2 separate regions of the Zea mays genome follow, and region 2 is linked to region 1. A link is a contact called in public Hi-C data. All regions are on one chromosome and are shown on one strand. The core of a region is the stretch at or near the end of the contact, and the rest is flanking DNA. Distances in the headings are between cores, read along the strand shown.

Region 1 (2,699 bases), core at 52-2,551:
CGCTCGGCCTCGCGCCGACCCATCTGGGCTGGGGCACGCGGCGACATTCACTCGTCGGCTTAGGGACCCCCCGGAATCGAAACGCCGACAACTTTTCTAATGAATTTTCTAAATTCTACATGGAACATAGGATTATTCATTAGAGTATACCGCCATACTCACCATAATGCAATGGGGTTGTCGAAAGAAAGAACCACACTCATCTCCATGTTTGAGGCAATGGCACTGTATAAAAATGGTAGGGTGCAACCATTTTGACAATATGACATATACTAAATAAAGTTCCTGTAGAGAATAAAGAAATTACACCATTCGAGTAATGAGAAAATAAAAATATGTAGTCTCTCCTATTTGTGCACTTGGGATTGCCTACCCAAGTTGAATGTGTCAGTCAACAAGAAGTCAACAAGGAGTGAAAACTTGGATCTAAAACTGTTGTTTGATATAGGTTCTTAATAATAAATTTTGGAGTATGAGATATACATGGTGGTGCCGGTATAGAGTCCAGAGATACTATATATTTTGGAAGTGAGTTTCATATGAAAAATGCATATAGCTTGTTTGGTCATGAATTTATAATCCTTTATAGCTTTTTATTGCAGTAGAACTTATTGAGGAACCCCATGAGCAAAATCCTAAAGATGATGACATTATGCTAACCGGAAACAGTAAGATACTACAAAGTATTTTATTGATGACTACATTGTGTACCTTATTATTAGCAAAAAGATTTTGAAAACGTCTAACAATGAGACGCTAGGAACTCACATGGTTCTTTTGGACCAGATCTGCATGATACTGTCATATGGTCTTAAGCATTTTCGGTTGCTCATGTCGCTGTGTTCTGTTCTGAATAAAGAAAGCTAAGAAATGAATAGGTTGTCCACTGGCAGACAATCACTGTGACCCGGCAACACCGAAAGTAAAAATCAATACTTAAATCTGTGGATGGCATGTGGTTTCACTTTATAGACTGGACGACACTAACGTCCCATGGATCTGCTAAAAATATCTTTTCACAGCTTTTCAACAGAAAATAAAATAAATACAGCTACCCTCACTAAATTACTGGAAACATCATTCTCTTCCTCTGTTCATATCATTACTAGCAGCAGATGAACAATTTACTGACCGAACAGTGAAACCAAATAATATGTGCAGTGAACAAGTTATAGCATAACCCAGCAATCGTAATGACCAATTAACTAAACCTTTTGGCAATTGTACCAAGATGCCAGGGCCCCAGCCCACCATCACCTCTGCTTTCCCTCCCCATGTTTCTGTCACCACCCACTGCTTTCCGTTCCACCACTATGATTTGCATTGATCTTTTTTTTTCTCTCCGTCTCTCAGAAAACTCACCGCATCTCCATCTATAAATGAGCCCCTCTTCCAAGCCTCAATTCCCTTTTCCCCTCCTCCCTCGCTAAGGTTCCTGTGCAGCAGCCCTGTTGCATGCCATCTTCCTAGCTTAGCTAGCAAGAATCTCTTGCCCTCCTTGCTTCCTGATCCTGCGCCCTTGGATCACCTTCCATGTGTTCTTGGCCTTGTTCTCTCGTGCATCTGACCATCAGTTCTTAAGAGTATATTTCCATTGGAAGCAAATTTTAGGGTTTCCTGGAAGAGACTCTGCCAACTTTTTTTTTTTTTTGCCCTGGTGCATCTGCATCAACTTGTTCGTTTCTCTCTCGTAAAAAAAACTCACTGTCGTAAACGTTTTCGTCAATTGATCCATGATAGACTAACGTGGTGTAGATGTCACAAATCCTCTCCGAGGTGAGTCACCGCTGCAGATTTATGATCAACTCAACGCTCCGGCGAGGCACCCATCTTGTTCTCTCTTTCTCCGTTGTGTTCCTCTATTGGTTCTATGTGTTCTCAGTAAGATCCTAACCACCAATACAACATACTAGTATCATATCCTTGGAAATTATAAGCCTCTACATACAACAACTTAATTAGTCAGAGGAAAGCTTTCAAGTCTAGATATAACCCCAAGTATCTTTTGAGGATGACCCTGTCCGGTGGGGCCTCGTCTGGGTCTAGTCATGGGACCCGTAGCTTGGGGTCAGAGGGTGACATGGTGCACCGGATGGAGCTCATGCGCAAGAGAAGGATGGAGTCAAACCGGGAGTCCGCGAAGCGATCGAGGCAGCGGAAGCAGCAACATCTCGACGACCTCAACTCGCAGGTTCGTACGTTGTTTGTGAACAGCTCTTGTTTACCTCTGTGTCTCTTTCTGCATGCATGTTTGATCTGAACATATTTTAATCGAAATGGTGAATTTGCTGCTGTGCTCTGTATATATATAGGCCACTTTTGCTTTTTATGTATTGAAGCTTGCACTCATGTGCAGGTGAATTTGACACAAAGCAAAAGTCAGATGAAAAAAACGAGACTTGTGCTTCAGGATATGCTGAAGCAAGCAAACTCCGATAATGCGCGGTGCCCCTTAATTTCTCAGGGTCCACCACCCAATAAAATTGATTCAAAGTAGGCCATTCCAACCTAAGCAAAGAACGATGCACGACGTGCCACCGTCGAAATCTTTCTCAAAAAAAGGGAAAAAAGGGAAAAAAATTCCACACCAATTCATTGGCTGTCTCGGCAAAATCAACACGGTCATATATATATCAATCATTTTTTTTCTTCTTCTTCTACCCGACGTCGCGTTTATATCGGAATAATTGAATCGTCTT
Region 2 (2,699 bases), core at 53-2,552, 150 kb after region 1:
ATGCTACTTGCAAGGAAGGTATTACAAAGCATTACAAGATTACAATTTCAAGCTATCACCACAAGTCATAACTACCAGGGAGCTACTTATCGTTAGAACTCATCTAACCATCTAAAACTTGCTAAGCAACTCCATTTTTCACTAAGTCATTAGGTGCTTTAATCACCCAGGGTAAAACTCTTTTCTTTTTTGAGAAATAATTAATTTGCTAAGCAAATTTTGTCTAAACAGAATTTCACCGGGTTCACATGCTCAACATAAGCTTACACAATTTTTCTCTCATAATTTTTAGTGCTCTATTTTTATTACTAAAATTTCAGATAAACATTTTAAGGCACCTTTTATTCCTCTAATAATATCTATTTGCTAAAAAAACTCCAAATCTATTTTTACCTAAAACTCTACTAATTTACCCACCTAACTAAACTTGTTTCATTATTTTAGTACCTTTTCACAATTTCTGGCGCAAATAAACAAACATGAGATAAAAGAAAATTCTAAACATATGAACAGTCGCGAACCAGAACTGACTCAACCGGTCCAACTCTAAGCAAAACTAGCCCAGTGCGTGTGTAAATGGTCAGAATAGAACTATTTTAGCACAATGCGATATCCATAGGGAACGAACCCGCAACCTATACACATGCGGCACAAATTACCATAAATATTACTACGACGACGCCCAATGATGAAGCGACGACGACTTGGCAATAAGGTGAGTGAGACGTCGCAGCACATGAAGTATGCTCAGGGCGACTTTGAGAGCACCTGCTATTGTTCCATGGCGAGGATGAGGATGGTGAATTGGTGATACCAAAATAGCAAGACAACGATGATTCCCAAGGAAACTACAAGCACGTAGGGTCCGTGGCTAGACGGCTAGAGCGAGACGGCCGAAGGACACTCTTGCACAACGACCAGAGAAGGGGCTTTGGCACCTGGGGCGACAGCGACAAGACGCGCGTTGAGGCTTGGAGCTGGGCGTGCGAGTGGCAAGGCAAGCACTGAGGAGACCAAGCGCATAGCAAGAGAAGGGTGGCAATTGACGTCCAGACATCACCGGGTGTTTGACAGCTGTTGCTCCAGCGTTGGGGAGGAGAGGGAGATGACGAGGAGGAGCTGGGGTCGAGCGGCTGCTGCTACACCAAGCGATGGGATGAGGGAGGGAGATGGCATGGAGGAAGAAGTGTTGAGAGCCAAGCGTTTTGGACTTCCAGAGAGCTAGCGTGAGGACTGGAGCTTTCCAAAGGAGTGATCGTGCTTTGGCTAGGAAGCAAGAGGTGGTGTTGAAGATCACAAGGGACAGACACGTGCACGTAGGGATAGAAGATGCTAGAAGATTGCAGCGTACGGTAGACAAGGAGGACTAAACGTGGGAGGGAAAAAATGGGATTTTTCTTCCTTCTTTCATTTTTGTACCCTTTTATTTACCACCTTTTCAGACCTCTATCCAATACTACAGCTCGAACTGGCACGAGTGAGACACAACAGAGACGTGGGAATGCTTCTTTCTCCCCGAAACTGAATCAGGTCTTAGTTATCTGAAATGAAGTTCAGTGCACACAACTTGGTTGACAGCTCGAATTGGAGCGAAGCTTTCTCCCAATTCCATATACTAACTTGATATACTTTCTTACTAGAAGTTGTTCCTCTATGATTACTCTCCAGCTTTGTTTCAATGGTTACTAGCTAAAACTCAATAGTATTCAAGTTATAGAGCTCCAAATCTAGAACAACACCACCAAATTGCAACCATTCAGCTAATTGTATTAGGTTCATCACATACCTATCTGACAAAGCAACTTTGACCTCAATTTACTCACCAATATCAGTGGTAACAGGGAGATCTCCGTTAACCAAACTTGTTGACAAAATATAGTTCTACAAACTTTATGCAGCAACCTAAGGTCTAAAGATCACATATTGAGAGCTATAGCGCTCCAAATTTAGGTGAAAATACTGGAACTCGGCTTCAGCTAACTGAAACTGCACATCGCACGCCTGACAGCGAACGTTCAAGCACATTTTACTCCACTTTTCATGCGGCATCTTGCCGGACTCACTTCATCAAACTTTCTCACCATTCTATGCTCTTTAACATTCCTTTAGATACAACCCATAACTCCATGGATTAGTCGCAAGAAAGCTCCAAAGTTGAGCAAAACTCACTTAAATTCGGTGTCAGTGAACTGAACTAAGTCAGAAACTCAAAGTTTGACATCATGTTTTTGCACACCATTTTCTCCCATTTCTAGGCAAGGTCAGGGGGATTAACCTTAATGAAAATTACTCACCACACTACCCTCTAACACTTTTTTATAGAGAGTGCTGGCCACAACATCATGGATCGGTCAAACAGAGTTCTAAAGTTTGGTGAATAATGCTGAAACTGCACTTCAACTTGCTGAACAAATTTCAGAACAACAGAATCTAACAGCAAGGTTTTGAGCCTCTTTTGCTCCCCGTTCAATATTGTTTTAGGGCTACCACGCTAATAAAAGTTGTTCTCCTATAGATACTCTACAAGTTTACTATAGTGATCTTTTATCAAAAGCTCATGGATTACAAGATATAGAGTTCCAAAGTCAGCTCATCATAATAATTTTCAGAATTCCAAAAGTTAACCCCAATCTGAACTTATGCAATTACTCCAAATTTTTCCATCCAACATGGAAATATCCAAATAAGAAAGTTGTTCA

The links. A called contact is a pair of places that touch in the nucleus more often than the background predicts.
Region 2: a Hi-C map of bundle sheath shows a contact between it and region 1, with 2.8 times the contacts expected there. The contact joins the enhancer-like site here to the promoter of bZIP45 in region 1. A contact is called at or near these places in 2 of 25 Hi-C or Micro-C datasets (bundle sheath and ear).

Annotation. Positions count from the first base shown.
Region 1 is chr1:146,795,073-146,797,771 of Zm-B73-REFERENCE-NAM-5.0, forward strand. It overlaps bZIP45 (light-inducible protein CPRF-2), which reads left to right and starts at 1,302. Exons shown (of 2, transcript NM_001414340.1): 1 at 1,302-2,191. The coding sequence starts at 2,012.
Region 2 is chr1:146,949,164-146,951,862 of Zm-B73-REFERENCE-NAM-5.0, forward strand. No RefSeq gene overlaps it. Among protein-coding and RNA genes, the nearest start is that of LOC103639292, 120 kb to the right of the region's middle. Within about 2 kb of position 1,303, at least 8 of the 20 cell types and tissues checked have an H3K27ac peak or open chromatin away from gene starts, as enhancers often do. A contact at or near this core is called in bundle sheath, where this site is marked.